Linked DNA regions of Mus musculus: all the other regions are linked to region 3. A link is a contact called in public Hi-C and promoter capture Hi-C data. All regions are on one chromosome and are shown on one strand. The core of a region is the stretch at or near the end of the contact, and the rest is flanking DNA. Distances in the headings are between cores, read along the strand shown. Region 1 has its middle 260 kb from the start of Gm22880. Region 2 has its middle 280 kb from the start of Gm22880. Region 3 has its middle 63 kb from the start of Ostf1.

Region 1 (2,718 bases), core at 102-2,601, 440 kb after region 3:
CTCCTGTGATCTTCAGGAGATCATACAAGCGCAAGGCTTACAAAGGCTCAAATAGCTGCACCTGCCTTTGCTCGTGACCTCTGTCTTCTCTTTACTCTTCTGAGTTAATGCCCTCGTCCCTCAGAGAAAAAGCCTGATTCCAATCTTGATCCTGATTGTGAACATCCTTGATCCTGACCTAGGAAACCCAAACATTACCAGGATATTTATAAATCTAGTGTCCTTTGATAATCTGATGCTGGAAACTTTTCTTAGTCTCTAGGTTAAGCATCAACAATCATACTTAAATGCCACTCCTCATTGTTTTTCTCAGTTTCTTTGAGTATATAACGCTACTTTGCATCAGAACCCAGCTCTAATTTAGCAGAATGATTATGGTGACATTTGGCTTTCTACAAAAGCCCAATTCGTTGCTTTAAAAGTTCATAGAGGTCTGAATACATAGGTTGAACTGGATGGTGATGCTGAATGACACACAAGCACTGACTTTTCCAATTAGCCAACGAGTACATGGCTTCTTGAGCTCATTTTCCCACCAACCTACTGGGATAGACTTTAATCCAATAAAAACACTTCAAGAGCAGAATTCATCCTCCATTCCACTGCAGATGAGCCTCACAACAGCAACCTTTCAGACCCTGGATCTGAAGCCAGACTTCATAAAGCCCTTACTCAGGTCTTCCTTCTTTCCTATAGTAGGACGCTTCATGTCTTATGCCCATGTGAGATATAATATTACCCTGTGGCTTGGATTCTCAATATGGTCATTGCAGAAACAAAAGGCTTGTGAGAAAATCTAGAAGATCTTAGTGTATAGGGGCGATTAAATGAGTCCAAGAAAAACCATTACTGAACTAGAGAGTTTTCCCACTGTTATTATTATTGTTGTTGTTGTTGTTGTTGTTATTTTGATGATTATAATAACTTATTTGTATTCCTACCATACTTATATAGACATATTCTGAGTCCTATCTAAGGTAAAGGTATTTCTAACAAAAGAGTGGAATTTCTACAACTCACCTAGGTAGTCATAGAGTGAATTTAGTGAAATATATAACTCTGGTTTACTAAGGAATCCATTTTTTGAAAGAACAATGTGAAATACCCCTCCCTCAAACACATAAAACAAACAAACAAAAAAATCCCCAAACCCCCAAAACAAAAACAAAATAAAAAAACAAAAAGGAGAGTGAAGTAAAGTTCCCAGTGGAACTCAAGGCTCTGGACCGACCGAGCCATGAGCTTGCTTTAGAATTAGGGTTTTGAATTAAACAGCTGTAACCCATTTGGGCAGTTGTGCAAAACAGAAAGTTGGCAGACAAAACACTATTTTCAGACATTCAAACATAAGATGTTTGCAGCCAAAGCTTGTGATTAAGAAATCAAATGTTTTCTTTTCCCCCTTCCAACCTGTTCTCAGAATGTGGAAAGTTATTCCATTTTTTTTTTGTTTGTTTGTTTCTGAATCTGTTTGTGGTTATTGGGAATTGACTGTCTCCTCAGCCACTGGAGATTGATTTGATTCAATTTAGTACATTCCAATCCAAGCCGATCCAACTCAGCCTCATGCACCTTTCTTTAGGGGGCAACTTATATAAAGATAATGAACTTCAGTGCCTTGGGGCTGACATACCTGTTGTCTGCAGCTCAGTTTATCAAATATCCTGACTTTTGTACAATATCACTGAGTTTTGTTTCCACTCTGGCCTTGTAGATCTGTTCTCTTGCCTATCCTGAATCTTCGAGTCTTCTTTTTCTATAAGTCTGAGATAATATACAGTATAGATAGTTCTAGTCTCTTTGGGCAGGATGCTTGGACATCTTTTGTGCCTAACTCCAATGACCATCTCTGCATCCTAGCTCTCATGGGAACTCTTCTGCTGAATGTTTCTCTACATTATCCTTTCCTTCATTCTTTCATGTCTCATTTTCTCTTCCTATAGCTTGGCCTGACAAGGTCCAAGTCCTCTCCAAACGTTTCTTTTTCATATACATGCTGAGATATACATGAACATCTGGCATGAGTTTTTGTACTACTTCAGTTTTTTATGAAATATGGGAAGATGAGAAAGAGAAAGAGAGAGAGAGAGAGAGAGAGAGAGAGAGAGAGAGAGAGAGAGAGAGAGAGAGAATAAGATTAATGAGAATAAGCTTCAGAGAAAAATGCCTTCATGCCTCAAAAATATTAAGAACCTGCTGTGGCCCCATTTGAAGACCTGGGTGTCTGGATTCTACCCCACTTCTTTTATATTCTACCTGCATTCAACCACAGTTCTAAATGGCCTGGCAGTGGCAGGCTGGCAAGGGATGCAATGGGGGATGGCTAATGAAAAGTGGGTGCTGATATTCCCAGGCGTGAGGAGCCGAGGGGTGAAGTCAAAAGTTCTGTTAACCAGGATGGCCTTAGTGATGTCTAAAGAACTGAAATGGAGCAAGTCTTCAGTGTTTGTGGGTTCTGTTTTAATAGATTTGACAAACCACAAACAGAAATATACATACGTATGTATGTATGTATGTATGTATGTATGTGTGTGTGTGTGTTGCCTGTATTAAAAGGTAAGACTCCTAACCTGATGCTCTACTTGGGATTCTGCTGCTGTAATAAAACACCACAAGCAAAAGCAACCTGGAGAGGAAAGAGTTTCTTTGGCTTACTCACCCAGATCACAGTCCGTGATGAAGAAGGGAAGTCAGGGCAGACACCCAAAGCAGGAAACT
Region 2 (2,983 bases), core at 237-2,736, 420 kb after region 3:
GAGACAGCACCCCAGAAGTGAAGGAGATACCCTGCTTGGACTCGGCCTAGGCAATGTTATTTCCTTATGGGTCCTTATTGTTCTAAAAACCAAGCCAAGCCCAGCCTTGCCTGCAGATGGTAGTTAATGAAAGCAACCACTTGATAGGAAAATGTTTGCCTGGAAGAAATGCTTGAAAACACATGATCTTTTGTCTTTGAAGATGGCCTTATTACACTTTAGACTCTAGGTTGGGATTAGCAGCCAGAAAGAAGAATCTTTATTTTCCTTCCACGGTGGTGGTAGCAGATTAGCCTGAATAGTCCTTGGAAAATAGAATTGCAATGCTTTGCAAGTCCAGAAATAACATTTCAAGGGCCCACCAGGTGAGGACTGAAAACCAAATAAACATATTTATCCTAGGCTTACAGCAAGCCGGTGCCTCTGAGGCTGGTATGCTACATGCATTTCAGGAGGATTCTTCTTAAGAAAAAAAAAAAAATAAAAACAGCTTAAACAATACTGTCTTTTGACCCAAGCACAAGGATGATAGTGTTTCAGGTGCCCTCTCTCTCACACACTTGTCTGGGCACATCTCACATTATAGGATAAGGAGTACCTGGGCTGGCATCCTAGAAGTAGCCTTCTCCTCCATCAGGACACAGGATCTGGCACCTAGGACTCTGACACCTTTGTTCAAATGATCTTGATGATACATTCAGAGCCTAGTTGCATCCTTTTCTTCCGCATTGCTTCTGAAAACACAGGAGATCTACACTAGGCTGACTGGGGGCCAAGTGGCAGCTGGGGAGGCAATGGCTGAGGATTTCACACATGGCAGAGTTTACATAGCTCATACCATATAACTTCCCATTCTGCTTGCTCCTCCCTGCTGCTGTCTTCTGCTATTTCTGGTGGCTTCCGACAGTTAGCTGCAGAGACTGTCTTCCCAGTAGAAACTACTACTAGTTTTCAAACTTGTTTTATGTCCTTTGAGGTTTATCTCTGTTGCAGCGGATACTCCTCGATACATTTTCAATTTATTAGAGCTTTGCAATTGCAAAAATAACATATTATAGAGAAAGCTGACCACAAGAAATGTCTACATCTTAGCCAGGGCACCTTGACAAAGGGGAGTCCTTGTCTCCAGAAAATACGCATTTTTCTTACCAGAGTCCAAGGGCAGGAATTTGTCAAATGAGAACTTAAGGTGTTCATTACAATTTTCCCCACATCACTCAGTCATTGATATTCAGTTATGGCTTTCCACAGCAAGCTAACCTTTAAAAGTGCAGTATCTTCTAGATATGGGTGTCAAGACCTTTACGAACATGGAAAATTATTGTAGTATTTTAGACTAGCAGATTTTAAATATAGAACTTTGAGTTGGCCTTGTTTACGTAGGGTTTACTGACCCTGAAGCTTTCAACACAGCCCTTGCTGCTTAAACAGCAGTAAAAACCAACCTTTGCCCTAAACATTCCTGATTTGAAGCCAGTTTCTTGGAATAAATAATAGTTTCCAGGTAGATGGAGGGAATATTGATTTTATGTTCTAGGTACACGATAGGACTCAATGTACAAAAGTGTAGCACCTAGCCATTTCCACAGTGACAACTGGTTTACTGTTCCCACCATGTGCTGGCTCCTACTTTATCTCTACCTGTCACTGCAGCCCCCAAAGCCAGTCCCTCCTAGCCTGCAGAGGCACAGAAATTGAGGGTCAGCAAATGTTAACCATTTGGCCAGGGTCTCAGTAGGGCTGAGTTAGGCTTTGAAATTCTATCTGTTTAACCGAAACCCCTTGTCTCGTTCCAGGTTTCACACAGCTGCTCTTAGCCTCCACTCAGTGGATCTGCTTGGGCCTCCAGCTGCAGGCTTCTCATAGTATGTGCGTATATCTACCTTCATGCTTACATGTGAACATCAGATTTAGCACTATGCATCCCATCAGTGTGCTCCAGACAAAATCAATGTTACTTTTCTCTTGGCGCCCTATTATTTCTCTTTACACACACCCTCTACACACACACACATACACACACACAGACAGACAGACAGACACACACACACTTTTACTGACCCATAGTATTCTAGAGTTGTTTTAGATTATAAAGATATTCTTGAATATTTTGGACTTTTGTCCTTTTCTGTTTGAAATAAAAACTCCTTAATCCCTGTCATGCAGACAGACTTGAAATCAGTGGTTCTTCTCCAACTTCCTGACCATCAGAAATATCAGCTTGTGCCATGCAGAGCTCTTTTTGTTTTCTGGTGATCAAACTTCCAAAGCTAATAACTCAACAATCTTTTAGAATATTAAGTATCTGAACAAAAATATCAGAAGTCTAAAAGCACCCCCTTAAGTCAATGAATGAAATTAGAACGTGATAATTAAAAAGCAACTTCAAATATTCACTCAATAATTGTTTGTTTTGTTCAGGTTCCACAGGAGAACAAATGTAGGTAAAAAGGTCCTGAAAAGCAAATACAAGATTGGAGATAGGTTTTAAGAAACAAGTAAAGTTTCATTCCATACGTGTCAAGTAGGTTTTGTGGAAATTAGAAAAGAGCTGGGTGATGTTAAGACAGAAGGATGTGCCAAGGGAAGCTAAAACCACAGGAAGGTAAAATATTCCCATGACCTCATGGTCAGAGCAAAGGTTGTGAAGAGAGAAAGACTACAGAGCAGAACCAGAGGGGGCAAGGCCACAAGGAGGGTGGATTGTGAGTTATATCCATAGGACAGCTGTGTCCTCGGATGCCCTTGAATTCTAAGTTACTCTGTGTTCTTGTCTCTCATTTGACATAACATATTCAAGAGGCAAAGTTTGAATGGGAAAATAACAATCAAAATTGAGGAATTTTTAGAAACTATTTACCAGACCCCAAATTTCCTATAGTAGACATGTTTTCTGAGTGCATTTTTCTAGAATGTGTTTATTAGGATGGACAATTGATAAATCCCATGGAAATGAGTTTGTATCATTGCCCCAAGAGGCAAC
Region 3 (3,103 bases), core at 589-3,088:
CTCAAAATTGTCCCACATTCTTCTACAAACCATTTCTAAAGCCCCGAAAATCACAGGGTATGATATATCACAGCAACAACACTGTTTCTTTCAGGCTACCATTTTTTTTATTTATTAATTTTAGTTTTGCTCTTCCTCCCAATTCCTCCCATAACCACCTTCTTCCACCTCTCCCCAACTTTGTGTCCTCTTGTCAAAACAACTATAATCCAATTTGTGCTGCACATATAAACTCCTGGGTGTGGGACAATCCATTTTAATATGGGTGACCTAGTAGGGGCCACACCCTGAAAGAAAACCAACTTTTCTCCAGAAGCCAAGGACTGTGGGTAGATTGTCAGGTGAGGAGTAGAGACCTGTGAACTCTTTCTGCTATGCTAGAATAGTGACTTAGTTGATCTTGGGCAAGCAACTAGAGCTGACCTGAGTTCATGAGTACAGTTGTTCTGTTGTGTCTAGAGAACAGTTAAACTATGGTCCTTTCCAATCTCTACCTCTTATTTTCTTTGATTCTCTGATGCCAATTTAAGACACAAAACTGCCTGGTGTTCTTCTGTCTTCTTTCTGGTAAGAGCCAGTGGTCGCAATAGTTCAGAGAATGGTGGCTAGTGTAGTAAACACTTCAGAAGTGGGGCTGGATTTTAGACAGGCCCAAATTACCATTTCACTTGGGAAAAGTAGAGATTAATTCTTACTCTCTTGAGTCTCTGATGACTTTCGGGACATGCTTCACTGGTAGACAGCAATGATGTGGGCCTCTGGGAACTAGGGCTATGTTATATGAAGTCAGCCAGCTTCTGCTCAGGTCTCTTGGAACCTAGTAGGCAGGGAACCAGAGTAGCCCCCTGGGGAGGACACCAGCCTGTAGCTGAAAGCTGTTGGTCATCTCCCTCTGACAGCTAGGACAAGCATGTCCTAAGTCCAGAAGGGAGCCATCTTGGATTCAGATCCTTCAACCCTTGAGAAATCACCTTAGCTGATACTTGAAGTGGTGTGAATACTCAGGCAATCTTTTACTGTAATCTTGATCTGCAAAACCGTGAGTGAAATAAAATTGCCATATTTAAGCCACCAACTCTTATGGTTATTTGATATCTGTTATGTGTGTCACATAACTACATTTCCCATGCTACTTAATTCTCACAATAACCCTAGGAGTGATGTGCTATTATGTCATTTTGATGGTAATGAACTTGACCCAAAGGTGTTAATTTGCCCAAATGACTAGCTAGCCAGGGTGATGGGAACTGAGTCAAGCTTTGATTGTAGCTCACATCAAACTTTTGAGCTAAGCTGCAAATCAATTGTACTATTTGAGTTTCAGTTTACACAAAAATACAAACTTGCCAAAGGTCATGAGTCTTTCAGAAGTCAGATTGCCTGTTTTTAATCTTCAGATCACAGAGTTTTATAAACCACTGAGACATTTTGGAGATACCCAGCGTGTAAGCTGTCCCCCCTTTCCCTGTATTAATGGAATGGTTACTGGTCTCTGATAGCCACTCAGATCACTTGAGTAACGCACAGAGACGTTTTAAGAGGTAAGAAATGAAACAGAAGCCACAAGTTGCACAACTGCCCCCAGAAGCCATCCTGGCTGTCAAGACTGCCTAAGCCCAAAGGATCTGCATTTGCAGCATAAGCTTTTAGCACCAGCTTATTTACCTTTAGTTCAAGACAAATGCTCAAATGCTTTCTAGTAATTGCAAAGGACTCTTACCACTTAGAGATACGATTCTCGACTGTCCGGCTTTCCTCCTTCTCATACAATTCTGATGTCTCTACATAGACCTTGCCCCTTTCCTTTTGCCCGAAATCCACACTTTGGCAAACCTCCATGCCCCTTAGCACCCTCCCCTAGTGACCTTAGTTGAGACATGTCATCGTTCTCATGAGTGTGAGTCCCATGCTCCAGGAAGCCAATACACCAGCCCCGTTTTTTGGTCACAGCTGCCTTCTATTTGGTGGGTGGAATTTAATGGTGGGAAAAAGCAAGGCATAACAATGAGACATTACACTGAAGGTTTGCCTAGTTTTCTGGGGCATGATTTTTCATAGCTCAGAGGCTGTGAAAATGAGGCCACATTGTTTGCTCTTCAGACTGGCAGTGGCTGCGGTCCCAGTATGCTAGCACATGTCTCTTCTCTGTGAATGTGTACTCCAGTTATTCTTCTGCATGACCACCTGTGGGGCAATGGGCTATGCACAGAGAGCCTGGTCTCCAGTTGAGCATAGGTCTTGAACCCCCGGTGGGATTGGTGGGTGGTAATTTCCACCTACATGGGACAGAAGGCATTCAATCAAGTCTCCTGGACCCCTGGCTCCTGTCAAAGTTACTGTCCCCACAGCCCCCACAGGAGAGGCGCGTGGTTATCTGTCACGTAGACAATGTCCCAAGCTTGTGGCATTCTGGCTAGACTCCTCCCCACAGTTACCTAACAACAGGAAGATAGCCCAGCCTACTATAAGAGAGACTGCTTGGCCCCACCTCTCTCTCTCTTTAAGCTTTCACCTTTCTTATTCTCTAGCTCTCTTTCTCTTTCCCTTCTCCCCTCTCTCCATGTGGCCATGCCCGGTCTCTCTCTCTCTTTCTACCTTCTCTCTTTTCCCCTGCCTTTCTACAAAAAAGCTCTAAAACCATAGACTAGCTCTGATCATGAAGGCCCACCATGCTTGAACAATGGGATAGGCTTTCTCCTAACGAGCTGCGTATAAGTGCCCGCCAGAAGGCCTTCCTACGCTGCAGCCATGGACTGGACTAAGGACTCTCGCCTGAGTGGGAACCATCCAGCGCCCCCCCTCTCCCCCTGCCCTCTCCTGTCTTCCTCCCTGGGTGGAGTGCCACCCCTGCGTCCACCGCCGAGAGCACCAGAACTCTGATGGGACACGGGTTCTTACCCACTTCCCTCTTTCTCTTACCCACGGCCCCTTAACCACCTTTCTCTTTCTTTTGAGGAAAGCAGTAAACTGTACTTGGCCTCACCACAATGGCTTCTACTTAAATTAATCATTTTTTTCAAGGTTCTGTTTCCAAATATGTATTGATAGTTGGGATTTTAAAATATGACTGGGTTACAGGGAAGGCACGGTTCTGCCCTTACCA

The links. Promoter capture Hi-C pulls out the DNA fragments that hold promoters and counts their contacts. A called contact is a pair of places that touch in the nucleus more often than the background predicts.
Region 1: a contact with region 3 is called in a promoter capture Hi-C map of liver, with 2.7 times the contacts expected there. A contact is called at or near these places in 1 of 39 promoter capture datasets (liver) and 2 of 484 Hi-C or Micro-C datasets (liver and uterus).
Region 2: a contact with region 3 is called in a Hi-C map of liver, with 2.3 times the contacts expected there. A contact is called at or near these places in 1 of 39 promoter capture datasets (liver) and 3 of 484 Hi-C or Micro-C datasets (liver and uterus).

The regions. Positions count from the first base shown.
Region 1 is chr19:18,127,599-18,130,316 of GRCm38.p6, reverse strand. No RefSeq gene overlaps it. Among named protein-coding and RNA genes, the nearest start is that of Gm22880, 260 kb to the right of the region's middle.
Region 2 is chr19:18,145,159-18,148,141 of GRCm38.p6, reverse strand. No RefSeq gene overlaps it. Among named protein-coding and RNA genes, the nearest start is that of Gm22880, 280 kb to the right of the region's middle.
Region 3 is chr19:18,567,431-18,570,533 of GRCm38.p6, reverse strand. No RefSeq gene overlaps it. Among named protein-coding and RNA genes, the nearest start is that of Ostf1, 63 kb to the left of the region's middle.